Linked DNA regions of Arabidopsis thaliana: region 1 is linked to region 2. A link is a contact called in public capture Hi-C data. All regions are on one chromosome and are shown on one strand. The core of a region is the stretch at or near the end of the contact, and the rest is flanking DNA. Distances in the headings are between cores, read along the strand shown. Region 1 holds the start of NOF1 (U3 small nucleolar RNA-associated protein). Region 2 holds the start of MYA1 (myosin 1).

The links. Capture Hi-C pulls out chosen DNA fragments and counts their contacts.
Region 1: a contact with region 2 is called in a capture Hi-C map of seedling, with 2.1 times the contacts expected there. A contact is called at or near these places in 2 of 26 Hi-C or Micro-C datasets (rosette leaf and vegetative nucleus) and 1 of 3 other capture datasets (seedling).

Annotation. Positions count from the first base shown.
Region 1 is chr1:6,087,112-6,090,871 of TAIR10.1, forward strand. NOF1 (U3 small nucleolar RNA-associated protein) reads right to left here and starts at 1,270. Exons shown (of 24, transcript NM_101631.2): 1 at 926-1,270; 2 at 690-819; 3 at 307-431; 4 at 1-142. The coding sequence starts at 1,046. PRA1.F1 (prenylated RAB acceptor 1.F1) reads left to right here and starts at 2,349. Exons shown (of 1, transcript NM_101632.4): 1 at 2,349-3,228. The coding sequence starts at 2,477. The coding sequence ends at 3,019. It overlaps PEPC1 (Pyridoxal phosphate phosphatase-related protein), which reads right to left. Exons shown (of 4, transcript NM_101633.4): 4 at 3,294-3,760. The coding sequence ends at 3,652.
Region 2 is chr1:6,037,788-6,042,149 of TAIR10.1, forward strand. It overlaps MYA1 (myosin 1), which reads left to right and starts at 1,463. Exons shown (of 38, transcript NM_101620.3): 1 at 1,463-1,668; 2 at 2,048-2,173; 3 at 2,792-2,929; 4 at 3,037-3,182; 5 at 3,272-3,428; 6 at 3,518-3,576; 7 at 3,782-3,941; 8 at 4,047-4,196; 9 at 4,284-4,362. The coding sequence starts at 1,666. It overlaps HLL (Ribosomal protein L14p/L23e family protein), which reads right to left and starts at 911. Exons shown (of 3, transcript NM_101619.2): 1 at 754-911; 2 at 418-509; 3 at 1-312. The coding sequence starts at 787. AT1G17570 (a tRNA gene) reads left to right here and starts at 970; the gene lies at 970-1,051.

The DNA of each region.
Region 1 (3,760 bases), core at 20-2,519, 49 kb after region 2:
TCTACAAAGGATTGGCCATTGGTACTCAACTCATGCACCTCCTCATCCGTTTCATAGTCGTCAGGATCTTCTTCCTCACTCTGATTATCATTGTCTTCCTGCGTGTCGTCCGTAAGACCTCCGAGAGTTTCCTGATCATCCCCTTAAATATACAAACAGAAGCATAGGTGAAATCAAAAGGCTGAACAACGATGCAACTATTGCAAGAATACTTAAGAGCCAATAATGAAGTTTACAGGAGTATGCTAAGTCTAAGCACAATAGAAACTAGTAATAACTTGCAAAACTAGATAAGGAAAAACTAACCTTGACTCTTATCATCCTCCCCATCAGTAGAGCTTAAATCGTCAGACCCACTGTTTTCCTCCTCATCCTCATCTTCATCGTCCTCATCTTCTTCTGTGTCACTTTTACCTTCTTCCTCTCTCTGCCTGTAAAAAAGATTTGAAGATTCACTACCTCCCTCACAACCAATATATGCCAAGAAACTTGTTACATATAATCAACACAATCTTAAAAGAATAAAATTTGAAGATTTAAAGGACATAGTAGTTAGTTCCACATCGGAACAAGTATATCGAATCTAAATGATTGACATAATTCCGAGTCATACAAAGAGTCAAAGACTTCCAAATAAACCAAAAACTGAAGACTTGAACTTGTTAAAACAAACGACATTGTAAAGATACCTTCTTTTGTTCATATCAGCAACAACCTTGTTAGATGAACCAAGAGACACCAGCAAATTTTGGTACTGTGTCGGTTCTCTGTAAACCATTGCTTCCGATTCAGCCTCTATAGAGGATTCTTCAGGTGAATCTAACGATAAAATAACACAAAAAGAGTTTAATATTGAGCACCACTTAATTTGTTGGACACACAATCTGTAATCTCTTGCACAATTAACAAAGAAGAGCTAACAAACCTGTTGAAGGATTGGAAACAATCGTCTTTTCAACATGTTTGTGCTTCTTCGTATCTCGTTTCTTATCGAATTTCTCATGGGACCTGTGCCTCTTCAAGACTCCAGTAGCGTTTGGAGCCATCTTAGGGAAGTTAACTGGTGCAGAGAAAGAGATTATAGGAGATGTTGAGCCTTGTCGCTTGCTTGACGGCGTTGACAACGGAGTTTAGATTTTAGCTGTCAGAAAAAACTGCCTCAAAACGAAGTTCGTAGGTTTGGTCTGAAAAATAAAGCGGCGGCCGAGCAGATTAAAACCCAAAGTCATAACGGAGAAGATGATGATACGATGTTACTAGTACACGTCGGTTTATTAGTTATTGAATGGGCCTTGCAATAGGCCCAATATATTTAACGCTTTCCTTTTCTGGTTTCCTATTATTTTTTTGTCATCTCTACCCAAAACTTAGCTTACGCTATACAAGAGTACTAAAATGGTAAAATTCAAGAGCGATACGCAGGTGCTAATGTAGAATGACTACATGTAAAATAATTGAACTAAATATGATAAATCTCCTGACCTTACGGCCAGTTTTCATACACTCACATCTGAAACCAAACATCATAATCCATACAATTACTTATCAAGAGCCTATACCTTTCTACAAAGATTTGTATGTATCATACACTGAATGAGATTTATCATTTTTAGTACATATATGACTCATATATGTATTATTTATTGGTTAATAATAAAAAGATTCAGAATTCAAGGTTTCCAAGTTGGAGTGGTGGGCTTAAAGGAGAGCCATGTTCATTTTTTCAATAATTGCAAGAAAAAATAACTTGGGCAGGCAAGTCTCATCTCTTTCTGGTCTGGCCTTTCATGAGTTTTGCAGTTTTCTCCTCGTTCTCTTCTTATTACAGTTCCCATCTGGCACCTTCTCATTGGTGTCACCTCTTTTCAGTTTTAAATTTAGACAACGCCAACGTGGCCTGTTCTTCCTCCCGTTGGCCCCTTTCACCTCGTCGTTTTGTAACTCTAGACACACTTATTCTTATATACTGTATATTGTGGTTTTTTCTCACGTCGTTTTTATGACTCTGTTAATTCCCTCACGTTTTATCTTATAGATAAGAACATCAATATCGATTAGCAAGCCAATCCAATACATTTTACAAATGATAAACAAAAATGGCAATAACATGTGCGACGTGAATAACACAATCAGTTTGAAAATTAAAAAACGAGTGCGAAGAAGTGAAACATTAGTTTGGAAATGAAATCTAAATTAAAGTCAGTCATGACTCATGACTCATGTGGATGTGTTCTGATTCTGAACAATTGGATTCAAAAGTGTGTCCCGTAATTTTAGGTATTTTCAATGTTATCCCATATTTCACATTTTTATATACTATACAAGATGTTCAAATTTTTTTTTTTGTTATAGCAAATACAAAACTCTATAAAACCTCTCAGTCATGTAATGCTTTTCTCTTCACATACCACAAACACATCACACTTATAGCAAAAATAATTAATCTCTCTCCCATATCACGAAGGAGAAAAACAATATGACAACATATGGCACCAATCAGAAGTCGTCTAACGACTTAGCCCCCAAGCTGGAGTACATCACCCGTGGCATCAACCAACACAAAAGATCCGGCCTCGCCACGCGCCGCCCTTGGAAGCAAATGCTAGACCTCGGTTCCTTCAACTTCCCCCGCAAACTAGCCACCGTGATCACTAGAATCAGAGCCAACACGGTCTATTTCCAGACCAATTACACCATTGTCGTCCTCTTCTCCGTATTTCTCAGCCTGATTTGGAATCCCTTCTCCCTCTTAGTTCTACTCGCCCTACTCGGTGCATGGCTCTTCCTCTACTTCCTCCGTGATGAACCGCTCACTGTTTTTGACCGCGAGATTGACCACCGTATCGTACTTATAATCATGTCTGTTATCACTCTTTCCATCCTTTTTTTAACTGATGCGAAGCTCAATATCGCGGTGGCCATCGTGGCAGGTGCCTTGGCTGTGTTGTCTCATGCAGCTGTTAGGAAAACTGAAGATCTTTTCCAAACCGACGAAGAAACCAGTCTTTTAAATCCGTAAAAAGTTTAATATCAACTGTTAGACTATTTCAAATTATGGCTACGATTGTTTATTTTGCGTTTAGATTTGATTTTCAATGTTACGGTAACTAAATATTCATAACCATGATTGTTTACTAGCGTTTTCACGTTTTGTTTGTGTTTCACCATTTTATAGTGACTAAAGATATATAACATGGAAACACATGGGAAGAAGCATTTAAAATTTAGCCACTAAAACGTGATTAACAAGTTACCGAATTTACGTCCCACTTAAACCTGAATTTATTTATAAATGTGTGTGCGAAATTGATCAACATGCAAACAGGTTAATCCAATGCGGAATGGGTTTACATGCTTAACTTATACCATCCTTTACATTCTCTTTATAATTGGATGGATCACTAGAGTAATATTATGCTATTATTCATTATCGAAGAACAAGAGACTTAATTAAAGAAGTGATACGAAAAATGAGCCCATTAAGCTTCCGTGGTAGCTAGACGCTCCTCCGAAGGAGATCCCTTAATTACGTATACAAAAAAAAGAAATCACTTAACGTGCATGAACCATTCATCTTTAGACATCTTACATAATTGCATGAAGAATATCTCGAATACAAAACAAAAATCTTCAATTTCTTGTTTTCATCAATCACTTGACCAAATTTAAAGGAACTTGAATAGGTTCATGAACAATCCCAACAGATATCTTGCAGTTTTCAGAGCTCAACATCTTGTCATTCTCCTCTCCTTCCTCTGAT
Region 2 (4,362 bases), core at 213-2,712:
AATGCCAACAACTACAATGGCATTGTCATCAAACTTGACTTGGCTTCCATCAGCACGTCCTTTAGGCATCGCAGCACGCACAACCACACCGTACACGACCATCCCTTTCTTCACTTTACCTTTTGGGATAGCGTCTTTCTTTACTTTTTTTTGAACAATTGGGTTAGCTTCTTTCACTGAACCAACAATGATATCGCCAAGTCTTGCTCCTTTCTTACCTCTCAGGGATTGAATGCACATCACCTCTTTAGCACACGAGTTATCCACGCATTTGAGAATCGTCCCCATTTGAATGAATGTCCTATGTTGTTGCTGTGAATTGGAAATCATCAGGACACACAATTCACAGGTTATACCCCACGAATGCATATGAAGAAAGTTTCATCAAGGACGTATATTTGCGAAAAGAGGCTTGACCTGAGAGAGGATGCTTCCATTCATCATTCCATTGGAGGAGGAATTCATCAAACCAGAGAAAGCATTGCAAAGACCTCCAAGCAATGAACGTCCTACTCATATTGTCGATGAATCATATAACGACATCACCAACAATTAGTGACATTCACAACAAGAACAAAAAAGTTTTAATCTTGAGTCTGCATTTCATGAACCAAAGCAAAGTCCATGACATATCACAAACCCAAAAACTCAAAGCTCATTTCGAAACTTATACTAAATCAATGTTGCAAAAAATCTAATTTTTAAAGAACCAAACTTTATCGAATATAATAATATTAAGAGATGAAAATGTACCTTTGGAGAGCTTGGAAGCTAAAGCTGTCGCCATTTCTGCAATTCAAAAGTTTCGATCTTTAGTGTCGCAGAGAGTGAATGAATCTTGCGATTGCACAAAGACACCAGATTTAGGGTTTAACGTCACACACTCGCTGTCGCAGCGATCATTTGGGCTTGTAATGATTTTACTCATGGATTAAATTATATAGTAAAAAAGTGGTGACGTTGTCAAAAGTAGGCGTGCCGGAGTGGTTATCGGGCATGACTAGAAATCATGTGGGCTTTGCCCGCGCAGGTTCGAATCCTGCCGCCTACGTTTTTCCTTTTTTTTCGTATTTACCTTATTTTCCTACATTTTAAAACCAGGGGCCATAACATTTTTTCCACATGTACTATAACATTTGTTTATCACAAAATCTGAAATTCTTAATTAACAAAAATAAACAATGGTGATGCCCTAATAACAAACATTTCTTTCTTCTTTTTTTTTGCTACGAACTTTTTACTTTTGTTGATTGTTCATGCATTTACAAAGACAAAATCCAAAGTTTCTTAATGTTATGAAAAATTCCTAAATCAAGAAGTTAAACGGCTGAGAAGAGGTTGATCAAGTGGAACAATTCACCGATGCCGTCCATTTTGAAGCTAGCACTGGGACCCACTAGTAATCTGTATCAGACAAGAGACAAAATAAAACCCCCCAAATGGCTTCTCCAAGCGGAGCTCCAACGAAACGCCTTTTTTTTTGAAACTCTCCACCGCGATAAGAGAGAGAGATTACCAAATTCTCACCGGAGAAGAAAAAAGGGCTTTCCTTTCCTGAGATTTCCGGTGAAAAGTCATTGACTTTATCACTCTCAAGTCTCTCCACAAGTTGATTGATTCTGCTCTAATCTCCTCATCTGGGGTCTTTCCCCTCTTGCTATTCAAATGGTAAATTCAAATATATCTCTATACCATTTTATGTTTCTAAGAGATATCTCGGTCTCTTTGCTCAACTGTTTATTTGAAAACTGAAAACCTTGCTTGTTTGTTTCGTTAATGTTGTTGTTGCGTTTGCTTGCTTTACCCCTTTTTGTTTCCTGTATGGAGACGCTAATTCTTGATCTATGGTTGTTTTTACTTCTGAAAGGTTTTGGTTTGACTATGTCTAGCTCAGTTCTAGAAGCTTGCTCTTTGCCTGAATTAAAATCTCGTTTATATAATTTTGCCTAAAGCTGTAAAATAGATGTTATGTGCCCCTTGAACCTGTAAACTCTTTTAGAGGCAATGTATGTTTTTGATGTTGTTAAATGAAATGCAATGGTTGCAGGCTGCTCCAGTCATAATTGTGGGTTCACATGTGTGGGTTGAAGATCCACATTTGGCATGGATAGATGGAGAAGTTACTCGAATAGATGGTATAAACGTTCATGTCAAAACCAAGAAGGGGAAAACCGTAAGTTTCTATAAGGTTACATCTTTATTATTTTACTTCAATCAATGAGCTTGTACGTGGCCTCGACCTTTGGGTTTAGGCTAAAAAAGAGTAGGAATAAGTCCGTTGATAAATTTAGATGTCGATTAATGTTACGTTTTATCTTGGAATGGGATACTGTCATAGTCCCGTTATATCCCTAGATCGGCAGGTTTTTACCTTCTGCATTCAAGGTAGATGTAGGTTATTGTGCTTTTAGTGTTTTGATCAAACCAAGTAACATAATAAATAGAGAAAAATACCTTCAAAGAACGTTTTTGGTATTTACTGAATGTCTTAAGGCAAGTTTATACTCAGAAATATGGAGTGCATAAAATGAAGCTTTCAGGCTTTCTAGTCGGCAGTTATCTTGATATGTTGTGAGAGCTAATTTTATTGAAACCGTTACACGTGATAGGGAAACAGCTTAATGTGATAAGATGCAGCATGAGACGTAAAAACATGATTTACGTTGTCATTTTATATGTTGTTGCACATGATATATTTTCATGATAAGTTCTTTGCTGTCAAGTATAGATGTTCACACTTCCTTGTTGGCCATGGTTCTCCTCACATATCCCCATGTTGTATGGATTTCAGGTTGTGACAAACGTATATTTTCCCAAGGATACTGAAGCTCCATCTGGAGGTGTAGATGACATGACAAAACTTTCATACTTGCATGAGCCTGGAGTCTTACGAAACCTTGAGACAAGATATGAACTTAATGAAATATACGTAAGATATTTTATCCTTTTTTTCTAACATCTCTTACTTTTTGTTGCTGCAAAGGAAATCATTTGGTATAAGCTATGATACTAATAAGTTTTGTGTTACTTCTGTAGACATATACAGGGAATATCCTAATTGCAGTTAATCCATTCCAAAGGCTGCCTCATATTTATGAAACTGATATGATGGAACAATATAAGGGAATTGCACTTGGAGAACTAAGTCCTCATGTTTTTGCAATTGGGGATGCTGCATACAGGTTTGTGCATGTTCACGTCCATCAATTTATCGTACTTCTATCTATTTCGTGAGATAATTTACTGATTTGGTCACGGTGTAAGTTATTAGGGCAATGATTAATGAAGGGAAAAACAATTCGATTTTGGTAAGTGGAGAAAGTGGTGCTGGTAAAACCGAGACGACAAAGATGCTCATGAGGTACCTTGCCTTTTTGGGAGGGAGGTCTGGTGTAGAAGGAAGGACAGTTGAACAGCAAGTCTTAGAGGTTTGTTTATTTTTTTCATGAAAAATGAGGATGATTCCATATATGGCTGTATACAGCTTAATGTGTATATCCCCAATGGCACATTGCAGTCTAATCCAGTTCTCGAAGCATTTGGCAATGCAAAAACTTTACGGAACAACAATTCAAGGTACGTTCTTCATCTTTCCAAATCTGGGGCTTATCAGCTAAGTTCATTAATTAGAAACAGTTCATACTAGGATTTATTCTTAAATGCTTGGTTCCTAAGTTTTTTTTTTTAATGTTGTTAATTGTTCTTCCGATTATGCCTTAAGAAAATCGTATTCATTGTTACTTGACCTTTTTCATTCTTCTTGATGTTACCCACCTCGCAGTCGTTTTGGTAAATTTGTTGAAATCCAATTTGACAAGAATGGAAGGATATCTGGGGCAGCTATTAGGACTTATCTGCTGGAGAGGTCCCGTGTTTGCCAAATCTCAGATCCCGAAAGGAATTACCATTGCTTTTATCTTCTTTGTGCTGCTCCGCCGGAGGTATCTTATAATTTGTTTTCTTCTAATTGACACATTAAGTGCATGTCATCCGATGCTGATATCATACTCATTTTTTTTTCTTCTATTTTCGGGTTTATTTTGCAGGATATAAAGAAGTACAAGCTGGAAAACCCACATAAATTTCATTATCTAAATCAGTCAAGTTGCTATAAGTTGGATGGTGTTGATGATGCTAGTGAATACCTTGAAACCAGACGAGCTATGGATGTAGTTGGAATCAGTAACGAAGAACAGGTCCTGAAACTAATGTGTTAAAGAGGTCAGGTTTCCGTTCTGCTACTTTCATGTTAGAGTCTGACATCCAAAGTAATTTATTTACAGGAGGCAATCTTCAGGGTGGTTGCTGCAATTCTTCATCTTGGTAACATTGATTTTGGAAAGGGGGAAGAGATAGATTCAT